Linked DNA regions of Astyanax mexicanus: region 2 is linked to region 1. The links are chromatin contacts, called in public Hi-C maps. All regions are on one chromosome and are shown on one strand. The core of a region is the stretch at or near the end of the contact, and the rest is flanking DNA. Distances in the headings are between cores, read along the strand shown. Region 1 overlaps rpl35 (ribosomal protein L35). Region 2 holds the start of LOC103046602 (formin-binding protein 1).

The links. Hi-C and Micro-C count contacts between places; a contact is called where the count stands out from the background.
Region 2: a contact with region 1 is called in a Hi-C map of muscle, with 5 times the contacts expected there. The contact joins the promoter of LOC103046602 here to the enhancer-like site in region 1. A contact is called at or near these places in 3 of 3 Hi-C or Micro-C datasets (blood and muscle).

Annotation. Positions count from the first base shown.
Region 1 is chr17:25,546,270-25,551,810 of AstMex3_surface, reverse strand. The region is part of intron 1 of rpl35 (ribosomal protein L35); the gene reads right to left. All of the region lies in intron 1 of LOC103046602 (formin-binding protein 1), which reads left to right. Among protein-coding and RNA genes, the nearest start is that of LOC103046602, 47 kb to the left of the region's middle. Within about 2 kb of position 1,685, the one cell type or tissue checked has an H3K27ac peak away from gene starts, as active enhancers do.
Region 2 is chr17:25,594,254-25,600,119 of AstMex3_surface, reverse strand. LOC103046602 (formin-binding protein 1) reads left to right here and starts at 4,371. Exons shown (of 20, transcript XM_049466257.1): 1 at 4,371-4,706. The coding sequence starts at 4,683. All of the region lies in intron 1 of rpl35 (ribosomal protein L35), which reads right to left. It overlaps LOC111192663, which reads left to right. Exons shown (of 7, transcript XM_049466674.1): 6 at 211-253; 7 at 1,236-1,297. The coding sequence ends at 1,297.

The sequences.
Region 1 (5,541 bases), core at 436-2,935:
AGTCACCAAACTTGCACAGCCCATAGAGAGAGAGAGAGAGAGACAGAGAGAGATATTGCCTCTGATTACTGTATAAACACCTAAAAGGTCCTTAAGTTTCTGGAGGCACTTAAAATCGTCTCACAGAGCTCCACAGAACCAGGAACGTACCCCTGAACAGTGTCCTTTCAGTCAGCTGGTCCTGAGACCCTCTGACCCTCAAACAGATCACCACAGCACTGCCCGACAACCCCATCTAAATACCAGCCAGCTCATCGCATACAGCAAGAACAGCTATCTGGGACATTTGGAAATCCAAACTCAGGCTTAGAATCAGCTAGAATAATTTCATGAGAGTAAACAACAGATCTCAATATCGGAAAAATAAACAGAATTGGAAAATTTGCAAATGATTGTACAGTCCCCCCATGCATCATATCACACTGGCTCACAGTACTTGCTGTAATACTTACTGTAGATACTTTTTTATAGTTTACATATATTTATCATTTTGTAAATGTATATAGCAGGTTTTATCTTTTTCTAATACTGTTTTCACAATTGTGGCTATTATTTTTAGTATTGTTGTAATGTTCTGGCAAAATTGTCTTGATTAAAGTTTGAGCAACAAAGCTACCGTATGTTTCACACTATAAGGCACACTTAAAATCATTCATTTTTCCCAAAAATCATCAGTGCCCCTTTTAAATCCTGTGCACTTTATGTATGAACATTACCAGTCAGGTAAAATCATGCATTAGCCGCTAACCTCTATTTCCCCATTAAGAGATGAGTATTATCAGCCTGTAGCCTGCTGCTAACCCTGGCTAGCTCTGCTGAAGCAGCATTAGCATTACCCACTAACTGCGCTAGCTCTTACACTGTTTAGATGTAATCATCGGCCTTTAGCCTGCTGCTAACCCAGACTAGCCCTGCTGGAGCAGCATTAGCATTACCTACTAACTGTGCTAGCTCTTACGCCGTTCAAAGGTATATCGGACTTTAGCCCAGCAGCGAGACCTGCTGAATTAGAAGTTCCTTAAAGTGTCTCTTTAAATGTGCCTTATAATCCAGTGCGCCTTATAGTGTGAAAAATATAGTACTCTGAATATTGAGAGAGAAAGAGTGAGAGAGGTAAATAGAGTGAGAAATATTGAGAGAGAGGCAGAGAAAGACGGACCTTAACCAAACAGAGAGAGCGAGAGAGAGAGAAAGATACGAGGTGACATAGATTCACTGTGCTGGAGTGTGTGTGTAATTAGGGTTGGTCTCTAATTATTACCGCTAGCACTCATTAATGAGCACACAAACACACATACACACAAACACACACAGAGCTCATGCTGTGTGATCAGTGTATTTAGATCAGAGTTTGTTCTGAATGCTGGTTGGCTGGTTGGCGGTTTCCACAGCAACGCTCTCAAACTCTGACACCACTCAGACGGATGATTTGATTTTTTTTGGTGCATAAAATTACATAATCAAAGACTAACCTATAAACATCAGTAAACAGCAGGTTCTTCAGAAATCCCCTTGAGTGTGTGTGTGTGTCCCATTATAAATCAGTGGTAACGGTGTTTGTGTGTGTGTGTGTGTGTCAGGGAAGTTCTGGTACCTTCTTTGATGTTTAGCCTTGTAGCCACATTTTTTTGTACACAACTGTGTGTGTATGTGTGTATGTGGTGTCTATTTGTGTGTATGTGTGCTTGTGTGTATGTGTGTCCATGTGAGTGAGTGTATCTGTGAGTATGCCTGTATGTGTGTGTGAGAGTGTGTATCTGTGTGTGTCTATGTGAGTTTGTATGTGTGTGTATGTGCTTGCTCATTTGCATGGTCTTCTACGGCCATTGCATAATGACTCAGTGATGACATCATGCAGAGGTGCCAGCTGCTGCTCTCTCTGAGCCTGTGCTGCCCCCTGTGGCTGCCAATGGAATTGCATGCACATGGTCACTTCATTTAAACGATAGATAGACAGACAGACAGACAGACAAACAGACAGATAGATAGATAGATAGATAGATAGATAGATAGATAGATAGATAGATAGATAGATAGATAGATAGATAGATAGATAGATAGATACTTTATTGATCCTGAAGGAAATTTAGCAGCCAGTAGCAGTTACACAACACAGTAGAAACAAACAATACGGGTAGTATAATAAGAGAGCAAAGCAAGAATATAAGACTCTAGACTAGAAAATTCCAAAAATAGATTTAAAAATATATACATAAATATATAAATACAAAAGCTATACAAAAGTGTGGAAGTAATCAGTCGTAGATATGAGGTAGTGCTGTAACAGAATAAATTGAGAGATGGAGCTTTTATAACTAAGCAAATGAAACTAAGGACATTACCTTTAAACATAAGTTGTAAAATGCAATAAACACAATGTTAGGACACCCCCACATTTATTCCAACTTAAAATGTGTAAAATTAAAATCAGGTGCCAATGATTAAACCATAGTTAATAAGAACTGTGGATGAGTCTGTGTTATTTAAACCTTAGATATTAGTTTGATTAGATCTTGTTGATTGTTGAAGTGAGTGCCTCGTCATGACCAGATACAAAGAGCTCTCTGAGGCTTTCAGGAAGCAGGGTGTAGATGCAAATGAGTCTGAGAGGGCATTTAAAAAGATCTCAGAACAATTACAAATCAGCCATTCTACATTCTAAAATAATTATTTACAAGTGGAGAACTCATGCAGTCTTAGCAAGTTGAGCACAAAAGCAGACCACAAGATGTGTAAAGAAGTCTCCAACAAATAAAAAGACGTAACAAAAATGTCACAGGATTTTCTCTCACAAATTGAGTCTATAATAAATAGAAACAATATATAAAACAAACAAAAAAATACTTTTGCAAACCACAGTCAGTCATATTAAGCCTATGGTTTCTGTTTTTTTTTCTCTTGAGTCTCTTGTAATTTAACTATGTATAACCATAACCAATCAAATTAAGACTATGCTTGAAGTGCAAACAAAGGCAGAACATTTTTTAAGGTTGTCTGTCCTTTCGTCACCTTTTTTACAGGCACTCCCCGACATTGATACTGTGTTTCCAGATCCCTCTTTAAAAAAATCATCACACCCATAGCATTTAACATCTGAAAGCGAATAACCGATATGCAAGGAGGAAATCTGTGAGGTCAAAACACATCAGGGAAGACTAAAGACCTAGACAAAGACAAGGACTTCTGAAACAATGTGATTAGGATAAATAAATCCAAAGTTAAAATATTATTTGGGCACAGAATTTTGGCACACACCAAACACAGAATTTGATCACAAGAAATGTGAAGTATGGAGGTGGATGTTGCATGTAAACAGTAAAGATAAAGCCTCACACATAGCTGAAAGAATTCTGCATGGAGGAGTGGGGAAATCTGCCAGAGGATTTTAGAGACTGGTAGATGTAAGGAGCATATGTTTAATTGAAGCATTGAGGCTTTTCCTGAAATTTCAGGTATTAGGACAGTATGCATAGACTGTCCTTTATTTTTATTCTTTTAATTTTACACCTTATGTTTAAAGATGAATTTGCTCAGTTCTATTTGTTTAGTTATACAAACGCCATCTCATCGCCAGCATTGATAAACATATCATACTTATTTAACTGTACAAACTGTTCAACTGTACAACCACATACCTCAGGAGTTACCTTTTATAGTTAACACTGAAGCTAAAAGGTTAGCTAAAAAAAATGGACGTCTGTGGGGACCAGTTAGCATGTTGCAACACCTCCATGGTTTCCTGTTGTTTTTAGCTTCACAACATCCTTTCCGTGATATATTTAGTCCATGTTTAGAGATAAAAGCATCTGAAACCACACAAGCAGGTCTGGTGCAGTTGGTGCAGTTAGCACCATGCTAATTGGTAAGGTTGACATTTGCCATTCTGGAGCATTTTTAGCCCTATACAATACTTTTAGTTTTTTTCCTCAGTTCAATTAATTTTAAGTCTGAATTGTGTTGTTTTGTCTATGTTCTCCACATGAGGGCAATCATTGGGCCCTACTAAATTAATAAACAGCTCATAGGAAAATCCCCATAGAGCCACTAATACAAAAGTGCCTGTCTGTGTGTGTGAGGGTGTTTGGCTCCAGATGTTTCCTGGATTCCCGTTTTAACTCATTTATATGGATCAGACAGACTGTTTGATGTGCATGTTTGGAGCGTTATTAAGTTATTGCAGTATTGATGGTATACTTAGCATTTCCTCTCATGCTCTTTTATCAGCGTCACACTAAAAATACTGCAGAACTGTGTTTATTAGTGTTGTAGACGACGTGGCCTCTTAAACTCTGTGATTATTATTTGTGTCCTTGCGATTATTGTTCAGTAATAACAAGGGAAACCGTGTAACTGGCTGAGATGCTCTGAAGTTATCGAACTAAAGCACGCCACTGGTGTTTGTGAGGTTACGTTAAAATTGTTGTTATGACCTTTACAGCTGCTGTCAGAGCAAATGTGGTAAAAGTCAAAGTGTCAAATGTTGTTCAGAACTTCAAGTGTGTGTTTTTTTTGTGGTTGAACTCATGTCTTGCTTGTGGTGTTACAGTGTAAAGTGTTATAGATCAATAGTGTAACAGTATGGAGTGTGTTAATAGTGGTTAATAGTGTAACACTGTGATGTGTTACAGGTCAGTGGTGGATCAGAATTGAGTTTTAGATCAGTGTGAAATATGTTACAGGTCAATAGTGTAACAGTATAGAGTGGGTTACTGGTTAATAGTGTAACACTGTAGTGTGTTACAGGTCAGTGGTGGATCAGAATGGAGTTTTATATCAGTATGAAATATGTTACAGGTCAATAGTGTAACCCTAAGAAGTGTGTTACTGGTTAATAGTGTAACACTCTAGTGTGTTACAGGTCAGTGGTGGATCAGAATAGAGTTTTATATCAGTGTGAAATATGTTACAGGTCAAAAGTGCAACAGGAAGGAGTGTATTAAAGGTACAATATAAAAGTGTGGAGTATGTTGCACAACAGTGGTGTAACAGTATGGAGTTTATTATGAGTCAGTGGTAAAACAGTATAGAGCATGTTACAGGTCAGAAGTGTAACACTGTAGTATGTGACAGGTCAACGATGTTAAACTGTGGAGTGTGTTACAAGCAAGTGGTGCATCAGTGAGCAGTATTAGCGTTTATTCTGTGCCCAAGCCCGACCCGATCATTCTTGTAGCCTCATTTACCGATTTGTCTTATATAACAGGTCTATGCTTCTTCAGTGTTGCAATGTTAATCAATATCATTCTGAACAGATTTCGCTCATACAGCCAGAAAATGTAAAAAAAAAAAATAATTTTAACGCTATACTTACCAAAAAAATTACGGTTTACATTGGGCTCGGGCTTGTAACGAAAGTTTATTTGGCAGGTCGGGCTCGGTGAGAAAGTGCACAGACTTGGGCTGGGTCGGGCTAGATTTTTTGGAACAGATCTAAGCTCTAATTTTTCAGGTCAATAGCGCAACAAATGGAAAAAGTCAATAGTGAACAGTATGAAGTGTGTAACAGGACAGTGGTGTACCTTTTTGGAGTTTGTTACTGCT
Region 2 (5,866 bases), core at 3,122-5,621, 46 kb before region 1:
ATAAGACTATGAATGGATTCACAAAGTGTCCACAAACATTTCCTGTTGATTATATATGTAAGCATGTGATTGGTTTGACTGGAAAATGCATTACTCAACTAAAAAAATAAAACCTTAACATAAAATGCTCATTAGTCAATAGTAAATACAAAAGGTATGAAAAGGTCAGTTTGGTAATTAATACATTTCTACTACTCTGCAATATTTCAGATTAGCATGCTGTCACTTAGTGGAGGAGCTTCCATGATTATTGGTAAGTCATGTAAACAATACATAATGTTTAGAAGATTTACAATGTTCCTAGGAAGGCAGATATTTTGTTAGCAACACAGCAAATAGAGAACAGTTTTTGTAATGTTCATGCAGTTTTTGCTGCATGAACATAAACTCAGTAGAGCACAAAAATAATTTCTCTTTCAACTCGTTTTCTTTATTTTCATGACTAAATACATTGTAGATTCTCACTGAAGGCATCAAAACTATGAATGAACACATGGAGTTTTGTACTTAACAAAAAAAGGTGAAATAACTGAAAACATGTTTTATTTTCTAGTTTCTTCAAAATGCCCTGATTACTGCTTTGCACACTCTTGGCATTCTCTCAATGAACTTCAAGAGGTGGTCACCTGAAATGGTTTTCCAACAGTCTTGAAGGAGTTCCCAGAGGTGTTCAGCACTTGTTGCCCCTTTGCCTTCACACTGTGGTCCAGCTCACCCCAAACCATCTGGATTGGGTTCAGGTCCGGTGACTGTGGAGGCCATGTCATCTGCTGCAGCTTGGTCAAATAGCCCTTACACAGCATAGAGGTGTGTTTGAGGTCATTGTCCTGTTGAAAAATAAATGATCGTCCAACTAAATGCAAACCAGATGGGATGGTGTGTCGCTGCAGGATGCTGTGGTAGCCATGTTGGTTCAGTGTGCCTTCAATTTTGAATAAATCCCCAACAGTGTCACCAGCAAAACACCCCCACAGCATCACAGCTCCTCCTCCACCATGCTTCACAAAGGGAACCAGGCATGTGGAATCCATCCGTTCACCCTTTTCTGCATCTCACAAAGACACGGCGGTTAGACCAAAGATCTCAAATTTGGACCAAAGCACAGATTTCCACTGGTCTTATGACCATTCCTTATGTTTCTTGGCCCAAACAAATCTCTTCTGCTTGTTGCCTCTCCTTAGCAGTGGTTTCCTAGCAGCTATTTGAGCATGATTTGCTGCATCTCCTCTTAACAGTTGTTATAGAGATGGGTCTGCTGCTAGAACTCTGTGTGGCATTCAACTGTTCTCTGATCTGAGCTGCTGTTAACTTGTTATTTCTGATGCTGGTGACTCTGATCAACTTGTCCTGAGAAGCAGAGGTGACTCTTGGTCTTCCTTTCCTGGATCGGTCCTCATGTGTGCCAGTTACGTTGTAGCGCTTGATGGATTTTGCGAATCCACTTGGGGACACATTTAAAGTTTTTGCAATTTTCCTGACTGACTGACCTTCATTTCTTAAGGTAATGACGGCCACTTGATTTTCTTTAGTTAGCTGATTGGTTCTTGCCATAATATGAATATTAACAGTTGGGCAAATGTGGCTGTCGGCTGTGTAGTAACTTGACTTCTGCACAACACAACTGATGGAAATTCCACTAATTAACCCTGATAAGGCACACCTGAAAACCATTTCAGGTGACCACCTCTTGAAGTTCATTGAGAGAATTCCAAGAGTGTGCAAAGCAGTAATCAGATCAAAGGGTGGCTATTTTGAAGAAACTGGAATATTAAACATGTTTTTAGTTATTTCACCTTTTTTGTTAAGTACATAACTCCACATGTGTTCATTCATAGTTTTGATGCCTTCAGTGAGAGTCTACAATGTAAAAAGTCATGAAAATAAAGAAAACACAGTGAATGAGGTATGTCCAAACCTTTGGCCTGTACACTGTATATATATATATATATATATATATATATATATATATATATATATATATATATATATATATATATATATATTTACACATTTTAAGAACAGCTTACAACTAAGACTAGCTGCATATAAACTAGCTGCATATGCCTTTAGTAGTGCAGTTAGTTGATAAAAAAATGTAACCGAATTAATTACATGCTCTGTGATGAATTCATATCTGTCTGTCTGTCTGTCTGTCTGTATACGTAACCTTTGTGTCAATCTCTACTACTGGTATTAAGAGAGCGCCCCCATGCTGTGGCCTTCCCAAATGCATATGGATTAATTAGCTATGTTGGTCTTTGTTATACACAGAGTTGAAATTTGCCACGTCATATTCATGAAATTCCATCCTTCTTTGGAGATTATTAAACAATTTTTAAACAAGTTTAATATAGTGGCATACCGTATTACCATTATACAGCCCAGCCCTACACACAATGTGAATTATATCATGGGAAAATCTGGTAACAATTCCTTTATTCCAAATAATAGAGTAAAAATAAATATCAGAACAATAAATGTTTTCCCCACCTTCATTTAAACTACAGTCTTGCAACCATTTACACGTGGTAACAACGTTGCTAAGCTTATCTTACTTGGTAAATAACATCACGCATCAGCTTATTTAGCCTGAAAATGGCACTAACCTGCTCAAACTACATTCACATAGATTTATACCTATAGTTTGATGTTTAATACAAGTATAATAATAATAATAAAAATAATAATTACAAATACTTAGAAACCTACCTTTCTCCAACTTCAGCCGCCATTTTGAAAGCTGATTTCCATCTTCATGCTTGCCTTGAGTCATAAGTTTTACTTTCAACAAGTTTTCATATGTATTAAAGGCACATATAAAAATGTCTATATATTTTTTCAAAATCAATTTTACTTAAAATGGGTGTAATGTTTTAGGGGGAAAAAAATACAATGTCAGTTACAATTTCTATTTTCCTCATAGAAATAAATATTACTCTCACAACAAGGTCCGACTGATTTTTTTTTTAACTTACATATAGAGCCAAGTGTAGTACTTACTTTGTGTCTCCTAACACTGTGTTTTTAATAACAAGCTATACTTTTCATATACAGGTGCAGCCATGAAAAACCCAATTCTACCAGCGCCGACTGAGGCAGATGCCGAAAAATGTTTAAAAGACTACCTGCGGCTGGCACCAGGGAGGCGTTAATATCTATTTTTGTTTATAATTCATTTTAATTATTTTTACAGTTAATAAATATTTTTGTTTAAAGTTGATTTAAATTATTCTTACAGATAATCACTATTTTAGTTTAAAGTTAATTTTTATTTTTCATGACAATTAATCATTCATTTGTTTAATATCTAATGTTATTGTTTTTTCTGTTTGTGTTCATCATATTATTTATTCTATTGTTAAATTGGCATTTAATAAACTTGTTAAATATAGATTTTCAGTTTATTTTGTGAGTATTTTTATTTAATATTTATTATATTTAATTAATAACCATTATTCTTATTAAAGCAACTTGACCTATTATAGTAATTTGATGTATGCCGCGACGAACACACACACACACACACACAGGCACGCATACACACAGCTGATGTCTGAAGTGCAGCGTCTAAACGTCCTTTCTGCATCCACCCACGATGTTTGAAAGACGTATTAAAGATGAATAAACGCTCTATGAAATGGTCTGGAACACATCACATAAGCGTCTCTGGTACGCGGGCGAGATTCAGACGTAGTAAGAGTCGGTCTGGAACGCAGCGGCTAAAGGTAACCCACGACCACCCAGAGACGTCTCAGAGATTTAGTGCAGATGAGCAAACGCTCTTTTAAATACGTTGTCGAGACCAACACGGTTATGTGCCAGAGACGTCTTAGAGATGCATGTGTGCTATCAGGGTAATTTATTGTCCTCTTAATGTGTTAGAGAGCATCTGTTGTAAAGTTGTGAAGAGGTAGAGTTGGTATACAGTGAATAGCCTTATTTGAGTAAAGTTCTAATCCATATTATGACAAGAACTACTCAACTAAGTAAAGAAAAAATATACTCTAAGAAATGAAGGTCAGTCAATCTAAAAAAAGAACAAAGTATCCTTTAGTGCAGTCACAACGACCATCAAAAACGTCTTGATGAAACTGGTTCTCATCAGTACCACCCCAGGAAAGAAAGAAGAGTTCCCTCTGAGTTACCAGCCTCATAATTATAAAATTACATACATTTAATGATTAAACATTTCAAAATAATGACATTGCAATTTGCTTATCAATGTAGATTTGTCTCATTATTTTATTCCAGAAGAAGTGAATCTGAACAAATTATTCACTGAATCGGACCTTTTGAAAGAATCGACTCTTGAGGCTTCAAATCTCGCTCCGCATCGCTTCAGAAAGCGCGCTCCCGCCAAGCGCAGCTGTCACACGACCGCGCGCGCCTTGTATAGCTAAAAGCTACAGACTTCTGCTTTAGAGGAAGAACCTCACACACACGCACACACACACACACAGCAGGAAGAAGAGGAGAGAGAGAGAGCACCCCCCTGCTGCAGCCTCTCGAGAGAATACCCACCCACCTCCACACACACACACACACACACATTCACACACATTCTCGCGCGCGCCGGAGCAGATTGAGAGGATCGTGTTCCTGCTGCTGTGGACCTCTTTTAAAACACTCACACACGCGCGCGCACACCGTGGCTGTGGACGGGGGGAGACGGCGCGGGAGCCATGAGCTGGGGAACCGAGCTGTGGGTGAGTCTCAGTGTTTTAACCACAACAACAAACAGCGGCGGAGGCGCTGCTAACGGAGCTCGAGCCGCCTGTAACTGGTGGAGGAGGGGGGGGGGGCTGTTACCGGGGAGACATCGTCACCACACCGCGCGCGGACACGCTGCTGCACGGGTCTCGTGCTGTCTGCACGCTCTGTGTAACCGCTGTAGATTTGCACACGTGCTAAACTTTGCAGTGCCAGCCTTGTGCACGAGAGACTTTCAGCCCATATTGAACAAATGAGTTTGTGTTTGTGAAGACGATGAGGTTAAGAGTGTGAAGATGGTAAAGATGAGGTTGTGGATGGGAAGATGGTGAGGTTGAGAATGAAGATAATGCGGATGAGGTTGTGGATGTGAAGATGATGAGGTTGAAAATGTGTAGATGGTGAAGATGAGGTTGTGGATGTAAAGATGGTGAGGTTGAGAATAAAGATAATGAGGATGAGGTTGTGGATGTGAAGATGGTGAGGTTGAGAATGAATAAAATGAGGATGAGGTTATGGATGTGAATATGTGAAGATGGTGAGGTGGAAAATAAAATATGAGTGAGGTTGTGGCTGTGTAGATGGTGATGTTGAGAATGTGAGGATGAGTATAGGATGAGTTTGATGTGAAGATGAGGTTGAGGATAAGTATAGGATGATGTTGAGGGTGTGAGGATGAGATGGATGTGAGAATAAGGTTGAAAATGTGAAGATGAGGCTGAGCTTGAGGATGAGGTTGAGGATTCAAGGATGAGGTTGAGGATGTGAGGATTTGAGGATGAGAATTCGAGGATGAAGTTGTGGATGTGAAGTTGAGAATGTGAGGTTGTGAGGATGAGGGTGAGGATGTGAGGATGAGGTTGAGAATATTAGGTTGAGTATGCGAAGATAAGCTTGAGGATGTGAGGAAGAGGTTGAGGATGTAAGGATAAAGATTTGAGGTTGAGGATTCAAGGATGAAGTTGAGGATGTGAAGGTGAGAATGTGAGGATGTGAGAATGAGGTCAAGGATGTGAGTGTGAGGTTGAGGATGCGAAGATGAGCATGAGGATATGAGGATGTAAGAGGTAGAGGATGATGAAGTGAAGCATGTGAGGATGTGATTAGATCCTCCTGCTGCTACGGCTACAGCTGATGGATGATTGAGGCTTGTGCA